Linked DNA regions of Sus scrofa: all the other regions are linked to region 3. The links are chromatin contacts, called in public Hi-C and promoter capture Hi-C maps. All regions are on one chromosome and are shown on one strand. The core of a region is the stretch at or near the end of the contact, and the rest is flanking DNA. Distances in the headings are between cores, read along the strand shown. Region 1 holds the start of ESAM (endothelial cell-selective adhesion molecule). Region 2 holds the start of TBRG1 (transforming growth factor beta regulator 1). Region 3 holds the start of STT3A (STT3A, catalytic subunit of the oligosaccharyltransferase complex). Region 4 holds the start of FOXRED1 (FAD dependent oxidoreductase domain containing 1).

Evidence for each region. Promoter capture Hi-C pulls out the DNA fragments that hold promoters and counts their contacts. Hi-C and Micro-C count contacts between places; a contact is called where the count stands out from the background.
Region 1: a contact with region 3 is called in a Hi-C map of skeletal muscle, with 5 times the contacts expected there. The contact joins the promoter of ESAM here to the promoter of STT3A in region 3. A contact is called at or near these places in 2 of 47 Hi-C or Micro-C datasets (heart right ventricle and skeletal muscle).
Region 2: a contact with region 3 is called in a promoter capture Hi-C map of liver, with 3 times the contacts expected there. The contact joins the promoter of TBRG1 here to the promoter of STT3A in region 3. A contact is called at or near these places in 1 of 5 promoter capture datasets (liver) and 1 of 47 Hi-C or Micro-C datasets (liver).
Region 4: a Hi-C map of liver shows a contact between it and region 3, with 2.9 times the contacts expected there. The contact joins the promoter of FOXRED1 here to the promoter of STT3A in region 3. A contact is called at or near these places in 2 of 47 Hi-C or Micro-C datasets (liver and skeletal muscle).

Annotation. Positions count from the first base shown.
Region 1 is chr9:51,990,965-51,993,664 of Sscrofa11.1, reverse strand. It overlaps ESAM (endothelial cell-selective adhesion molecule), which reads left to right and starts at 1,250. Exons shown (of 7, transcript XM_005667461.3): 1 at 1,250-1,485. The coding sequence starts at 1,416.
Region 2 is chr9:51,863,996-51,866,695 of Sscrofa11.1, reverse strand. It overlaps TBRG1 (transforming growth factor beta regulator 1), which reads right to left and starts at 1,384. Exons shown (of 9, transcript XM_003130020.4): 1 at 995-1,384. The coding sequence starts at 1,144.
Region 3 is chr9:52,725,637-52,728,336 of Sscrofa11.1, reverse strand. It overlaps STT3A (STT3A, catalytic subunit of the oligosaccharyltransferase complex), which reads right to left and starts at 1,448. Exons shown (of 18, transcript NM_001243852.1): 1 at 1,399-1,448.
Region 4 is chr9:53,363,942-53,366,641 of Sscrofa11.1, reverse strand. FOXRED1 (FAD dependent oxidoreductase domain containing 1) reads right to left here and starts at 1,347. Exons shown (of 12, transcript NM_001244921.1): 1 at 1,241-1,347. The coding sequence starts at 1,325. It overlaps SRPRA (signal recognition particle receptor subunit alpha), which reads left to right and starts at 1,557. Exons shown (of 14, transcript XM_003130057.5): 1 at 1,557-1,833; 2 at 2,443-2,526. The coding sequence starts at 1,717.

The DNA.
Region 1 (2,700 bases), core at 1-2,500, 730 kb after region 3:
AATGCAGGCTCAAGGACCATAGTCAGTATTAAAACAGCAGAACTCCGTGGCATAAAAGGAATCCAGGAGGCCCGGCTGCTTTTCTTCTCAGTTAACTGCCACCCAGAGCAGGTAGCGCCAGGGATTTGTTATTATGTTTTCTGTCCTCGGTGACCTTTGCTCCGTGGGTTGACCCATACCCGGATGTTCGAAGCATCTTTATTTTGGCTGTTGGACTGGGAAGGCAGAACAGGTGCGTGCCTTTCTGTTAGGGATCTGTGGCCGCCAGAGGGCGCAGAGGTGCCTTCGACGGACTGGCGAGGAGAGGGACGGTTAAATTAAATTTCACAGCGAACAAGATCTATCCCCGGGAATTAAAGGATCAGATCAGGCGTGAGGTGGGATGGGAGGCGGCGAAGATGGGATAAATAAATGGTACTTTGTCCAGTCTACTTTCCCGCAGCGGCTTTTCAGAGTTGAGCGGGGAACTAGGCACCTGTTTCCTCAGTTTCCTGCTCAGCTCCTGGGGTATCCTTGCGTCAGTCATTTCCCTGCTCAGGTTTGCAACAGCAAGCCCCGGGTGACCTTCGGGCTGCGTTTTAGAGCACCTCTAAGAACCTGAGAGAGGCCCCCTTCTCCGCCCACTGGTGAACACTGTCCTAGCGTCCACAGCTGATGCAGCCTCGGGTGGGCGGGGCTCAGGAAGGGATGTGGCACGTGCAGGGATGGGCATCCTTTCCCCAGCCGCTCCCGCAGTCCGTCCTGTCCTGGGCTCCGGGAAACTGGTAGTTTCGGACAGCAAAACCTAGCCCGCGATGCCAGCACGTTGGCCTCTTCCTGCCGTTCCGACCCCCATTTGCAGACCCCCAGTGGTCCCGGGAAAACGCGGCCCCCCTCCTCTCCTCTTAGGCTGAGGACGCGGAACTCCCAAGCCCCGGCTGTTTAGGGTTTGGGTCCGGGTAGCCCCTGGACGTGGGATAATGTGCAAACCTCCCTTCCTTCTTGGCTCCCCTTTCTGTCCCACGCGGGCAGAAGGGCACGGTGCAGTACGATAGTTCAGGACCCTTCTCTTCGGCCCTCGCCTCCAGCTGGCTGTCGGGGCGCCGCGACTCACCTGACATCCCTCTGCGTCCTGACCTGTTGGAGGCCGCGGGATCCGGCCGTCGAAGCGTGAGGAGCGCCCCCTGCGGCGGGTCACCGGCGCGCCGGGCCCAGGAGGACCGCGACCTCTCCGCCCCCTCGAATGCCCCGCCCCCGAGTCCCTGTTGGTCCCCACCCCGCCACCGGCACACACACGCCCAGACTCTGGCCAGAGCTGCACTTGGTGTCAGTGGCCCGGCTCCTGCGTCCGATCCTGCTGTCGTGCAGCCTCAGCACCTGTCGGTCGGTGTGTCCCGGAGCCGGTACCCCTGACTCCATCCGGGCCAGGGAAGGCCATGATTTCCCTGCCCGGGTCCCCCGCGACCAACTTACTGCAGTTTTTGTTCCTGGGGCTGACTACTCTTGGTGAGTGAAACCCTGAACCTGGAAAGGACCTGAGGTGGGAGATGGGGTGAATCCGACCCTGGGGGAGGTGGTTTTGGGCACTGATGAGGAACTGGGTGGGCTGGGATTCCTGTCTTAGACGCTTTCCCTACCCCCACTGCTATTTTCCACCACACAAGGTATCACTGAGTAGTGCTGACTCTGTCCTTGCTGTGTCGGCAAACAGCCACCACTTTGGGCACAGTGTGTGCGGTGAGGGAGAGGGTTAGGACTCAGAACCATTCCTCACCCCCACTGCCCACCTCCACCCAGCAGAGCCGGATGAGCTGAGCTGCTAGATGAGACACTGGCTAAAGAGCTTAAGGACTTAACTCCAGTCCCCCCCCCATCCGTCCCCCCCACTTCCCACCGCTCAAGCTGATGTGCAAGAGCCCCTAGGGAATTCCCTGGTCTCTGGGCTTGACACACCATTTCATGTCAATTCCCCAGCCCAGATCCTCCCTCTTGCCCCCTCCTCCTGCTTCCTGCCCTGGGAATCAAGGGAGGTGCCCCCAAAAGCATGACCGTGAGGTCATTTGGGACACAGGAAATGGAGGAGGGGTTCGAATGCCTGGAGGAGCAGAATTGTGACACCATCCCCCCCCAGAGGTCCACCACCCCTAATCAGTTCCCAGAGCCAAAGGACAAAGGAGTCCCAGAGGAAGGGCGCCTCCTTGGAGCAAGTGCTTGAGGAGTATTGAAGGTGCCCAGGAGCACCCAGAAGCTGGAGGTGGCCCAGTGCAACATCTGGGGAGAAAAGGCCCCTTGGAAACTTAGCTGTTTCACATGCTGCCTCCCAGGCTTTCTTGCCATCCTTCTTCAAGGATTCCTGAATGGGGGTGAAGGGTGGGTTTGTCTGGTGCAGCTATAACTCCCACTTTCAGGCTGGAAGCCACCAGGGCAAGTAAAGCTTGGAAAGATGTAGAGAAAAATTCAACCACAGTGATGGGGACTGAGATGGGAATCACCTAACTCATCTGAGTCCCCTTTAGCCCAGTCTGCTGCAAGGGCATTAGGGGATGAAGTACCCCAGACAAAGTGGGGTTCAAGACCAGCCACAAAAAAGCAGAGACACCTTCCTGCCCCCTAGTCTTGGTGGGCCTGCTCCAGGATCCCTTGACTTCTTAGGCCCCCTTTCCCAAGGACCCCCTCTCCCTTCAACCTCAAGGCCTCTTTTCTTTGGCATTCCACTCCCAA
Region 2 (2,700 bases), core at 135-2,634, 860 kb after region 3:
AAATCTACTTCAGGGGCTTAATGGAAACAATACTCTTCTAACAACATAGGCATCTTTGACATTTAGGCGACAAAAGAATGGTAACACTTAGATACCAAATCCTCTTAATTCCACTTTTCTTATTTCTCTCTAGTGCACGTGCCAAGTGCTAAATAAATGTTTTTGGAATGAATGTTCTAATTTCTAAAACTTTCCTCACACTTCCAAAGACCTGAGGGACATTCAAGCTTCAGGTGGAAAAGGTAAGGTGGTGATTCAGATGGGAAGACATCTGAGGACTCCACTTCCTATTTCCAAGCACTGGAGTGAGCCTGAGCAAGCCTGAATATTGTAACCCTTAGTAATGACTAGTAAACCAGTTCATTCATCCAATAAACCCAGGACCTCTACAATAAAGAAGGGTAGAAACACTCAGAAGACTCAAAAGTGGTTGGAAGGAGGGATAATTGAATGCTTCATGTGCCTTTTCGGGGGAAAAAAAAGGGTCAATTACCGCGTGTGTTGTGGGCCTTGGGAAACAGGCTGTGTAATGGAAGTAATAAAGAAACTAGAATCAGGTGTTCTGAGTTGGGAGTCTGAGTCCTGACACAGTGGCCGTGAGCAAATCATCTCTGCCGGCTTCGGTGTTGCTATTCTAAAAAGTGCCTTATTCTCAGGTTTCTCTCGAGAATAAAAAGCCTTTCAAAGAGTTTTGCGGTAATAACGATAATGACTAAAACTTATTGGCGCTTCTGGCTGACGAGGTCTTTACTTTCCTCATTTAATCTTCTTGAACTCTGCTAGGTAGTTATTCGATCTCTTTTGCAAATGAGGAAACAGGATTATAGATATTACACCATTTGTCCAAGGCACAAGGCTTACAAGAAGTAATGTAAATCGTAAAAGCTAACACTGTATTAATACTGCCACTCTGGGAAAGGGCACAGTTTGGGGAAAAGATTTCGCGCGTCAGGAGAGTCTCGAGGCGGAGAAGGGCTGGGCGCTGGTCACTCACAAACACCGTGGCTTTGGCCGCCTTGCGCAGCCGCAGGTACTTGAGCCGGTACTTCTCGTTCTGGCTCTTCTTCGGGAGCTTTTTCATCCTGGCCCTGCTGGACTGCAGCGGGGCCCGCGGCGAGGAAGCCAGGCCGCCCAGCAGGCTCATGGTCCGGCCCCGCTACGGGGGCTCCAGGGCGCGGCCTGCATCAGCTCCTCGGACTCAGAGCGGCCTCAAGCGCCGGCTTCGTACGGGTCTGGGCTGGCGGATGCGGGCTTCTAAGGAACCGACCGCCCCAGAACGTCCCTGAAGGGCACAGCGGAGCCAGAAACCCAGCAGCCAACCCGGCTCCTGGTGCCTCCTTGCACTTCCGCGTCTGCTTCGGAAGTCAGTTCTGCCGGAAGTTACGTCTCGGCGCCGGCCGCGTGTAACTTCCGGGGCTGGGAGCCGGGTCGGTCCGCAGGGCACGCCCATCTGAGGCCCCGGAGGCGGGGATAGGAAAGTGGGCGGTCTAGGTGGGAAGGAGGGCGGTGGGAAGTGACCCTCTGAGATTCGCGCCTGTGTGTGCTTAGCTGAGGCGTGTTGTTGTCGAGCTAAAGAGGAACAAACAAAAAATCTTACACGGGCCTATCTCATATACGCTCTCCAAGCCGAGCCACAGAATTAAAAAAAAAAAAAAGATTTATTATGTGCATATATATTATATATGTGTATATATGTGTGTGTGTATATATATATAAAATCAGTCCCGCAGATACATATATACACATATATAATATATATGCACATATATCAATATATGTGTGTGTATCTATATTTTGGGGGGGGGCGCACCCATGGCATATGGAAGTTCCCAGGCTAGGGGTCACATCAGAGCTGTAGCCGTTGGGCTACACCACAGCGACGGGCAATGCCGGAAACCAGCCGCCTCTGCGACCTACACTACAGCTCACGGCAACAACGTCGGATCCAGAACCGGCAACTTCATGGTTCCTAGACAGATTCGTTTCCGCTGAGCCACTACAGGGAACCCCTGTTCTTTTTTAAATATTTTTTTTCCATCATGTTCTATTCCAGGAGATTGGGTATAGTTCCCTGTGCTATACCATAGAACCTTGTTTATCCATTCTAAATGTCACAGTTTGCATGTACTAACTCCAAACCCCTAATCCATTCCACCACACTGCATTTCAACATCACTTTTCCACACTTCATACAGACTGACCTTCCTAGATTGTAGGATGCACATGAAAGCAGTGCTGGGACTGTGGCTTTCCTTTCTTCCTTCCTTTATACAGCTTGCACAGGTGTTTCTTGAGAGCCTATTACACTGTGACTTTACTGGGAGCTGGGACTACAGTGGTGAATAGAAAAAAAGGCTTCTGCTCTCAGATTAGAATCTAGTATGGAAGATGGAAGGGATTTAACTGGCAGTTTTAATAACTTGCGCCAAGTGGGCACTCAGTAAATATCTGCCTAATGAAATCAAAAGTATGTTTCCGTGCCTACACTTGTATTTATAAAGCTCTTTGTAACCAAAGACTATCTAAAATCATCAAGTAAGTAAGGTGAACAGTTTTTTAGAATGCAATCTTGGTAAATGCGCTGGGCTGAAAGGCAGAAAACTTGTAGTATTCATTTTTCTCCCAGCAATTCCACTAACTAGCTGAGTGAGCCTCTGGGTTACCGGTTTTTCCTTTCGAAACTGAATATACTCTTTAGAA
Region 3 (2,700 bases), core at 199-2,698:
ACTTATACCCACTTTCTATCAGCTGTCTCAAAGCATCTCTGTAATTGACACTGCTGATTTAAGCCACTGATCCCAGAGACAGCTCATGGAACCAGATGACAATCCAGAGGGAAAAGAAGACAACATTTTCCTACTAAAGTAAAAAATGATCAGGCTGGCAGGGGGAAAAGGCGGGGCTAGATTAAAACTAAATATTGAGGGAAACAGTCTGTAGATCATTCAGAATGGTGATCTCTTGATGGATAAGGTTTACTATTAGCAATAATTAGGAGGTTAGCTCTTTATGTCGAAGAGGGCTCTGCCTTCTTAAACCACAAGCTGGTCAAAGGCTAAGTGACAAAGAATCTAATATTAAAGGATACGAAACACTGTACAAGACGCCAGCGGGGACAAAAAGGAACCTGGACCCCTTCTGATCTTTTGCCCCACTATTACTAGAGAAGAGGAGGGAAAAAAAAAAAACACTGGACTAGGCGAAAGGCATGAAGAAGCAACATGCTCCAACAGTGAAAAGCCAAGCATCTTTTCCAAAGTTAACTGTCTCAGAGGAGCAGTTTTAACATAGTTTTAATTATAACCCCAAAGGAAAACCTTATCTTGCAACCAAATTAAATACCTAACTCAGGAAGTCAACAATCCAATCACATCCCTCAGGATAGTACTTGTCTTCTCCAACGCTTGAAATAGCAAAACTCACCACCACTGAGTAGATTTGAGCCATAGGCCTAAAAGAGTAAGGGAGTAAATGAGAGCACAAGAACCTCGACCTGAAAACTGAGTAAAAGGAGCTGGTAATTTAGGCCAGGACCCTAAGGGAGTTTCCATACTGTGCTCTCTGGTCTTGTTCGCATACCGCTAAAGCGATTAAGGGCAAAGACTTTTCTCAAAACACTTAGCATATGTTCTCCACCTCACCTGCGCCTGAAAGCGCTGGCCCCCTCGTCCCACCCTAGTTCTAGTTCCGAAGACTGCAACTTGCCCACCCCGTTTGCCTACACACTTTCTCACACTCCCCCCCCCCGCCCTCCTCTACTTCAGGTCCCTCCTCCCCCGGTCTCCCACCTTCAGAAAACGCAACACCTCTGACACCACCCACCGAGGGACACCCCACCACCTCAGCATCCTAAGCGCCATCCTTCCAGGGACTAGTCTCCGGGTGCGATCTTTCCCACGCCTTCCTTAGCTTAAGCGCACGCCCCATCCCAGACCCTTACATCCTTCCATTTCAGGATGTCCCCACACCACGCCCCACGCCCCCTCCTCTGCAAGGTCCTAGATTCTGCTCCGCGCCCATACCCCCCGCCATTAGAGCCCCATCCATGCACTTCGTTCTGCCCCACAAACACCTTAGACTGCACTTGCCGCTAATTCTTAAGTAATACTCTAGGGCCTTCTCACCTGTCCCGCGCTCCTCAGGAGTCCGTTCGGCTCGCTCTGCCATCCGTTCACCGCGCACCCAACCTTGGTAGCACCAAGTTGGCCTCCCGGTCCGCTTCCCATTGGCTGGCTCAGGGCCAATATGACAATTGATGAGAGCGATAGGGTCATAGAACTGTCTGTCAAACTCGGAGGCGTGGACAAAACCGCACTCCCACTTCTTAAGTGGTCTATGCAGAAATCACTTAGGATCGAGAAGGCGGGACCTCGTACAAGTGCCGAGCAGTGATAGGTCCGCTTGTGCGAGCGTGGGCGCAGAAGAAACCGCTCAAAGCAGTTTGGTTGAGAGCTGAGCAGTGACGTGTCAGTCCGAGGACCGCAAAGGAGTCGCGGGCGGAAGGTGCGGACGGTTTAGCCCAAGTCATGTGACCAGAAACGGAAACTACGCCAAGGAATAAGCCAAAACTACAAATCCCAAAAAGCCGTGCTAAGATCGCGCTCCTCCTTTTCTGAGAGTTTTGTTTTTTAAAGGTAGAAACTGTTACCTAATATAAGATTAAAGAAGAGGAAGGAAACACTTCCCACCTACTCTCAAAGAAACTCAAATGCTTCCCGGGCCAGACCGTTACATCTTGTACAGGATCTCTTGACTTACAGTTCTCTCAAGAGCTGTTTTTGAAGATGCTCCCGGAAAATGTGATGGACCAGAGCCCTGACAAATTTTACGAGGCATTTACCTCTCTTAAGCCCGACCTCGGGAGTAAGCACGCCAAGGCCAAAAGGATCGTCGAAGTTTGGTTGGAAGATTCTAAGCCACAGACTGAGTGCACCAACCCGCGGAGGCGGTCCTCCCATGCATGCGACAGGCTTCCTGGAATCAGCCTGCAGACCTGCGGTACTTTGTCAGCTCACCCTTTGTAAGTTACGTGCTCGTGGAAGCTGCTAACTCGCCTCAGTTCTCCCTCTGTCCACTCACAAAGAAAAGCTACTGAGGGCAGGGAAGGGGACGAAGTTCCAGCAGCCAGCTCCATCACCTCTCAGACACGCACTCCTACTTCCTACACACCTCTGTGAGCAAGAGCTACACCAAATGAAATAGGAGCATCCGGCAACTGTTCAAATTTAGCGCCAGTGTCACTCATTTCTCTTCACAGTTACTCTGAATGCGGCCGACCAAATTTATTGAAAGCACATTAAATCACTGCTTCAAAATCACGTGTATGTTTCAAAATTCACATGACCAGGTTCACCCCAGGACGTTATGATTCAGAAGATCTGCTTTTTCCTTTTGTATTTGTGTTAAATGTAATTTTACTAACAAAA
Region 4 (2,700 bases), core at 98-2,597, 640 kb before region 3:
CTATTCTCCTAGTCTTCTCTGCACACTCCAGCCCCAGCTCCTCATTCTTATCACAGGGGTCCACACAGGTGACCTCTCTGCTTTGAAACTCTGTGCCCACTTCTTTGCCCAGTTAATCCCTTGCTTCCTTTAGATCTCAGCCCAGTTATTATTTTCTCAGAGATGCCCCCTTGACTATGCCAAGTTCTCCTGTCACACTATCTCATAGCTCCGTGAATGGCTCTTTTGCAGCATGCAACACACCTGCAACCTTGCATTTCTCTGGGATTGCTTCATACTGTATTCTACCTTCTTCACCGAAATAGCCAGCCCAGCACAGTACCTGGTACCTCCTAAGTGCTTAATAAATGTTTTGAATACATGAATCCTTTTGACTTTCACACCTAACTCACAAATCTCTGAGTCTTGTCTCCAGTTCAAGTTCAAACTCTTCTCAGCAGCATGTGACTCTTTCTTTGATCTGGATTTATTTTACCTCTCCAGACTATATTTCATACTACTACTCAAACTCTATCTGGATGGCCTTTGCTAATTCCTTGCGTAAGAACAGTATTTTTCTCCTAACCTTTGTTCAGTTCTCCAGCACCTGGACATCATACCTTCCTTGAATCAGTAAACATCATCTTTCAAGGCTGACCTCGGTTCGCATCTGTTCCATGTATACTAGCTACTCCCCTGGCAGTGCAGGGCATAACTCTTAAGCTGGGTTGAACTGGTCTATTGAAGCCTTGAACTGGTCTATTGAAGCCTTTCCTTTCCAGCTACACTTCAGGCACCTCCAGAACATATATCGAATCCTCCTTCTCTTCTTTCCTCTTGAACTTTCCAGCCTTGAACTGGTCTATTGAAGCCTTTCCTTTCCAGCTACACTTCAGGCACCTCCAGAACATATATCGAATCCTCCTTCTCTTCTTTCCTCTTTCATGACTACAACACTAAGAACAGCATCCTGCATGCGAGCAGGACTTAATGCACTTCTATCAAACCAATGAATCACCCTGGCTGTTATTCTGGCGGTAAGCTCAGGCATAGAACGAACTGGGATTTGTCACCTGAGAAGGGCAACCTCTGGATCCATACACCTGTCCAGACTGTACAAGCTCTGGCAGGTAAGATATCCCTTCTTCCAGCGACCCACTGTCTTCTGAGCGTGGCCAGGGATCCCAAGTCCTGAAGGTCACATGGCTGGACATTGGGGGCATCCCAGAACCATGATACCCTCCGCTGCCCTCAACTTTACCCAGAGTAGAGCCTCCTCTGCGTGTGCCTAGCTCCCGGCCCAAGAGGCCCCGGCGCAAGCCGAGCCACAGCGCCCTCCGAAGCATGGCCCTCCAGCGTCCGGCCGCTGTGGGAGGGTACCCTACACTGGTAAGCCAGCCGTCACTGCTCTGCGCCACGGGCCATTCATCCGAGCGTGCCCATTGGCCAGCGGCTCCCCGCCCCTCCGCCTGATAGGCTGTCGACCCCTTCCGTGCGTCCCCGAGAGCCCCGCCTAGGCCCGCCCCTACCCGCCATTGGCAAGCCTGGCGTCTACGTAGATCCCGCGCGCCAGCTGGAGGAGTGGGGGAGGAATCCCGGGGCCGCTGAGCGGAAGTGCGGATGAGCCGGTTTCCGGGGCCGCTGGTGTGACGTGTCCTGAGCTTGGCGCAGCAGGAAGCGGCGGTGATCGCGGCCTGAGTTCCCGGCGGCGGCCCCGGCTCCTTTCCCGCTGCCGCCATGCTCGACTTCTTTACCATTTTCTCCAAAGGCGGGCTCGTGCTCTGGTGCTTCCAGGGCGTGAGCGACTCATGCACCGGGCCGGTTAACGCGTTGATTCGTTCCGTGCTGCTGCAGGTACCGCCCCCGCAGGATCAGAACTCTGGGCTCGTCTCTCTGACCCGGTCCATAGTCCCCCTCGACTGATCCCGTGCCTTCCTCCCACTCCCTCGGCCCACCTCAGACTGGCCACTCACTCGTAACCGGGACTCCACTTTTTTCTCCCTTCCTATCACACCATCCCGCAACTTTGCGACGTCCCCTCCCCCTCCGCTTCCTGGGACTCTGGCTGGATTCCGTAGTCTGTTGAGACTTGCCATCGTTTCCTCCGTTTGCCCCGAGCAGCTTGATTTTCTCTTGTTTCGATGGCTGAGTGGGATACTGAATAGAAAACGGTCTTTTAGGAACTAATACTATACAGCTGCGATTGTTTATATGGGGACTATTTCCCTTTCAGCCCGCACGTGTCCTTCCACGTCCCACCTCTTTCCCTCTGCCCTCCAGCTTGGTGTCTCCTTTTCTCCCTAGTGAAATGGTGGAGAGAAGTGCCCCCGCATCTTGTTGCCCTGGGGACAGGTTTGACTTTGGGGGAATGTCTAGCTCTTTCCTAAAGGTAATCCTAGAGGGGCCCAAGTCTGGGTTTGGTGGGGATAGTCTGAGCTTTGAGACATAACTCTTTTTTTCCAGGAAAGGGGAGGTAACAACTCCTTCACCCATGAGGCACTCACACTCAAGTATAAACTGGACAACCAGTTTGAGCTGGTGTTTGTGGTAAGTGGGGGTATTTTAGAGGGGCAATGTTACATTCGCAGTGTAGTTCTGATATTAAGAAAACCTTGATTAATTGCACCCAGTGTATATGATGAAGTAAGTGAGAAGACAGGGAGGGTGGAGGGGGAAAGGGAAGAAGCTCTTGGGCCCCATCAGAGAGCTTGGCTGCTCCTC